Linked DNA regions of Danio rerio: region 2 is linked to region 1. Evidence: chromatin contacts called from public Micro-C data. All regions are on one chromosome and are shown on one strand. Each heading gives the region's core, a stretch centred on a gene start, on an enhancer-like site or on the middle of the called end of the contact. The rest is flanking DNA. Distances are from core to core; before and after follow the strand shown.

Region 1 (2,838 bases), core at 207-2,706:
AGTGTACTTACTGTAAAGTGTTTTGGGTTGACTTTTCCAATTTCATTAAAAAATTCTTATTTCCAAACTTCTGTATTTCCCCAAAAATTGTATTCTTTGGTTACTCTCTGAGTGTAGATTCTTCTCATTGTAAATTTATTATTGATTTATTGCTTTTTTAAACAAAATTTTACATCCATAAATGTACATTTTCAAAGAAACACCCTTACTTTTTTATTTTCAGAAAGGACTTTGAAATGTATGTGAACTCTTTAATAGACTCTAACAATTACACTGCATTTAAAACGCTTTCCTAGTGTAAATCATTTAAACTTGTTAAATTTGCTGGAATTCTATTTATGTAACCCTCTTTGTCTCTTTGTTCATATTATATCTTTGTAATGTACTTTCTTGCATTAAAAAAAGAAGAAGAAAAAAAGTAGATGAGAAGATTCCCCCTACGTGTAAAGCGCTTTGAGTGCCAAGAAAAGCACTATAGAAATGTAAGGAATTATTATTGTTATTATAAAGCACTGTTCGTCATGATATAGCCATTCTCATAATTCAATTGCTATGTCATATATTTTAAAATATTTAAATGTGTGTTCTGAAGGTTGGAATGACAGGGGTGTTAATAATTAATGACAGAAAGAATTTTCAGTTTGAGTGAACAATACCTTATAAAAACTGGGGGGCACAAACTCTTTCTGAGGGGGCAATGCAAGATCCAATTTTACAGTTTTAAGTGGCGTAGTGAATATTTAAGAATTCGATTTGGATTTGAGTCTAATAATGTTTTGTGATGATATTAAAACAGCAGATTATTTGTTTTTTTACAGTATGTTAGTGGATGCTTTATGGTAAGATGTTTATGACGGCTTTACCCAAAGATTTCACACCTTAGGATCTTTTAATGTGAATGACATAGAATTTCTGGGTTTGTAATGGACAGTAAGAAAGATGCCTTCTTAATCAACAACTTCCTTGGGAAATTGTACATAGCTAGCCCAAAATCTTGAAGGTGAAACCAACATTTTGGGCCTTAATAATGACATTATTTCATAGATAAAAGCCCTTGAGATAACGATCAAACAAAAAGTGAATAATCTTCTGTTTTTAATCGAAAAGTGTTATTACAGGAAAACCCCTAGCCCTTTTTATTTATTTTATTATATTTAGCTAGTTTTTATATTACTTATAATTATTTTATGTAACATATTATGTATAATTTGTTCTTTATTTGCACCTTTTTACTTTTTGTAATATCGACAATGCCAACTTGTACAATATTTTATGTTCAATAATAGCAAACTTTAAAAAATACGCAGTATATAATGCTAATGAAGCTAGCATTTAGATAGCAAATCAAAATCTCTCGTATGTAAATAAACAGTGAGCGCGTCCTCTAGTGGAGCGCGTCAGCACAGCACTCTCTCCTCCAGTATCCCACAATTCTAATGTTTACGGCTCGCAAGTGAAAGATGGCGGACAGCAGCGGCAGTAATCCCCAATCACCCGGTTTCACGGAGAAATTAAAATCGTGGCTGTGCTGGTCGTGGACGTACATCTGCGCGCTGTGGTTCGCCATGGTGTTGACGATGGTTTACGTGTTGAGGAGTCCGCTGAAGCTGCAGGAGACCGTCAACGCAGGTCTGTGTGTTTATCTGCTCCTCTCTTGATGTTTACACCTCAGCACTGCTTTTATTTCTGCTCAAGGATGCAAAAGTTCCCACATTTATTACATTAGGCTGTCGTTTTTATCGTCTGCCTGTATCGACTTTGTTTTCTGGGGAATTTAAAAGGATATTTTTTGAAGGCTGTGTTTTCAATGCAATTTCAATGAATGGTGACTGATGTCAACTGTCCAAAATGACTTAAAATAGGTGTTAACTGAAATAACATGCGTCTATACTTAGTGTTTACTCTATTGAAAGTCATAATATAGCATTGTGAGAAGGATTTAACTGATTTTAAGTCGTTACTGAGGTAGTGACTGCGATGAAATGCAGCTGTCAAAAATGCTAGTCTAGAAAATGTTTTGTTTTGGTTGTGATTAGTGACACGAAGGCATTAAATAACTAAATTCTCCATCTCAATATCTAAATTGTACCAACGTAAATTTTAATCAAAAGGACATCACAGTTTTGACAATTTATTATAAACGTTTGTTAGAGCATGGTGTGCATATAATGATTGAGGTAAAGTTGGTTTTATTTTTACACATTTGACCGCAGGTCTGTGTGTTTATCTGCTCCTCTCTTGATGTTTACACCTCAGCACTGCTTTTATTTCTGCTCAAGGATGCAAAAGTTCCCACATTTATTACATTAGGCTGTCGTTTTTATTGTCTGCCTGTATTGACTTTGTTTTCTGGGGAATTTAAAAGGATATTTTTTGAAGGCTGTGTTTTCAATGCAATTTCAATGAATGGTGACTGATGTCAACTGTCCAAAATGACTTAAAATAGGTGTTAACTGAAATAACATGCGTCTATACTTAGTGTTTACTCTATTGAAAGTCATAATATAGCACTGTGAGAAGGATTTAACTGATTTTAAGTCGTTACTGAGGTAGTGAATGCGATGAAATGCAGCTGTCAAAAACTGCTAGTCTAGAAAATGTATTGTTTTGGTTGTGATTAGTGACACAAAGGCATTAAATAACTACATTCTCATTATCTAAATTGTACCAACGTAAATTTTAATCAAAAGGACATCACAGTTTTGACAATTTATTATAAACGTTTGTTAGAGCATGGTGTGCATATAATGATTGAGGTAAAGTTGGTTTTATTTTCACACATTTGACCGCAGGTCTGTGTGTTTTTCTGCTCCTCTCTTGACGTTTACACCTCAGCAC
Region 2 (3,031 bases), core at 296-2,795, 170 kb before region 1:
GAATTAATTTTGGGAAATTAGAATTGAATGGACTGCAAAATGTTACATCCAGAAGTTAAGTAATATCATTCAAAATATTATGCAAGCCTTGCATTCAGACATACATTCCTAGGGTATATGTATTTGCTAGATATTTATCAAGAAACAATAGAGAAAAGGATGGAAATCCATTTTGGGAACTGACTGGGTTTAGATACAGTCAGCTGGTTTTAGGGGAAGAAGTTAAGGAATGGCCTGGAAATTTTGGAAAATGTGAGATAATAAGAAAAACAAAAGGAAGGGCCTAATTTGGAGAATCGGGAATTGATTGGACTGTGTAAAGTTAAGGGGGAGGAGTTAAAAAATGATAATCAAATTAACAAATGCCAATCAAAATTTAACCAAGCATTGTATTCCAACATGCATTGCATCTATGGATATTCATTGAGAAATAAGGTGTAGTGAGGGAATACAATTTTGGAATTAGGAAATGATTTGATTCTGAATGTCAAATGTCAATCAAAACTCTGCACGCACTCCAGTCCAAAAAGCATTCTCCCTAACAAATACTGTGAAAGAAGGCAGCATTTTAAAGATTTCTAGACACAATCTATTTGTAAAGGCTCACCAGAACCGTGGCCTGACAAATGCTGACTGACTATAATAATACATGTCTGGTAATTATAGGTAATCTGACATTGATCTGCAACCCCAACAACAATCACCAGTGATTCAGATCCAAACAAGATGATTTACCTGTCAGCACAGAGGATTTCACATTTCACGGCAATGTCCAACTTTAGTGATCTCAATCATCTTTATAACCATCAGCAGTAGCAGCTTTTATATAAGCCCAATACCAACACCACCTTCATCTGCATAATACAAGCTCGATATCGCCCTTTTAAATACATTTTAGCCACAACTCAGATATGAATAACCAGTATATCTAGCCCCAGCACACTTTAAATCAATATGAAACAAAAAGTCCTATTTGGAAATATAGGATGTGTCTAATTAAAATCCAATTTAAAATCGATGCTTTTATTTTTGCCCTTTTTCTTTACTTTATTCATTTACCAAGGCTATTTATTTGAAATGAAGCAATCCAACTTACCTGTCGTTGAGCTGTCAATAAAGGTGAAGTAATACTGCTCTCATTTGCTCTTCATTGTCAGAAGTAAAACCCCGGCAGTGGCAAAGCCTGATAATTTCCCTTCGCGCAAACACGATCCCAGGAAAAGCATCACCTACAGACTCAAACAAACGAGAATGCAAATGGTATTAAAGCGATTCCTGCTTCAGTTCAGAAAAGTCTCGATTGAGTCCTCTGAACTCCAGCTCTCCAAAGTTCCTTCAGATGCGTCTGAACTTTGCGCGCCGGAACGGATCTGAATAAGCACGTAAAGACGAGACCCTTAATTGCGGGTATTATAACGAAGGTTTCAAATCGGCAATATCCCCTTATCCATGATGGACCAGTGGTGTTTTTGGCTGCTGTAGTCTTGTGTTCAGGCTGCGTGGAGACTGAGAGCGGCGTTGAGGAGCTCGACTCGCCCCTCAAGTGTTCAGCACTTGAAGCGTCCGCGCGGAGCCCTTGGGAGATCCGTGTGAGCGCGCGCCGCTGCGGGAGACTGGCGCCCCCTGCTGGATGATAGTCAGATGTGCGTGAGCAATGACAACGTCGGTGTGATTACATTACGAGATGTCATACCTGTTTGATTAAAGCAGGGGTGCCCAAACTTTTTCTTGTGATTGCCGAAAACCAAACTTGATTGAAGTCTGTGGGTCGAAGGTAAATATACCAAACTGTATTACATTAAAATTGCCATGAGTAAATAATAATATTGAAAATTAACTAGAAAACACTGTTTTATATTAACTAATGCAGTATTTTATAACAAATTTATAACAGTAAAAACAAAAACAATCGCATCTTTAACAGAAAGGAGTTCAATGCCGAATACATAAGGACAAGTTGCACCTGTTTTTGCCTTGATTTGATGTCTCACTGATGTCTTCAGCATTGTTCTCAGTCCATAGGTTAACAGTATTTACAGTATATTCGAAAATCGGATTTATAACTTTTAATTGAAACATTTCATTATAGTTTGCATTTTTTGCATAGCTCAGCAATAAAACAACAAAAAGCATATGTTGTATTAGATATGACAATATTAGTTAATGGCAGTTACCCCACTCTTCTCTGATTGGATGGTGCGCCAAATTAAACATTACCATGGGCCAACTTTGGCCTGCATGCCCTAGTTTGGGCATCTATGGTTTAGAGGTTCTGACTGTATTTTATAATCACCTATTGCAAATTTTCAAATTCCACATAATTTAGTATTACATATATCGAAGTAAACATACACTGTAAAAATGCTTCCACACAAAGTTCCACACTGTTCATTCATGATGTCATAACACAATTCGATTAGGTTTTTTTATTTTTTTTATTTTAACTATACCTTCTGTTCTGCAGGTTGCAATGTCCTGAATTTTGGTTGCCAATCTTAAACCAATTGTTACAGATTGTTTTGGTTCAATTGCAGAGCCCGGGGGACCAAAGTGAGTACTCCAACTTGGCCCCACAGCAGGTCCACAAATCGATTAAGTTAACTTAACAACTTAAATTGAATTGACATTAAAATAATTAGGTTAATAATTAAGTCCCAAAAAATATTTAATTAAATCCACCCAAAAATTTGTGTCAGCTTATTTAAAGTAGTTTAAACAAGGAGCAAGTAAGTTTGTGTAAGCATAAAAAGAATGATAATTAAATATTATTATTATTATTAACGTTATACAAATCAAATAAAAACATGCTTAATTATAAATATTTCATGTTTATATCTTATAACAATTCAGGTTATTATCTTTGAGCTACAATTAGAATAGTCCTACTGAAAAATATAAATATTCATTATTATTACTATCATTATTATAATTTTTTATTATTATTGTTGTTGTTGTTATTATTATTAAATATTTAAAAATGAAAACATGCATTTTCAATATATATACACACACAGACATACACATATTAGCT

The links. Hi-C and Micro-C count contacts between places; a contact is called where the count stands out from the background.
Region 2: a Micro-C map of caudal fin shows a contact between it and region 1, with 5 times the contacts expected there. The contact joins the promoter of tafa3a here to the promoter of st7l in region 1. A contact is called at or near these places in 2 of 18 Hi-C or Micro-C datasets (caudal fin and hematopoietic stem cells).

Annotation. Positions count from the first base shown.
Region 1 is chr6:50,847,709-50,850,546 of GRCz12tu, reverse strand. It overlaps st7l (suppression of tumorigenicity 7 like), which reads left to right and starts at 1,456. Exons shown (of 15, transcript NM_001111156.1): 1 at 1,456-1,629. The coding sequence starts at 1,461.
Region 2 is chr6:51,019,415-51,022,445 of GRCz12tu, reverse strand. tafa3a (TAFA chemokine like family member 3a) reads right to left here and starts at 1,545. Exons shown (of 5, transcript XM_002662529.6): 1 at 1,097-1,545.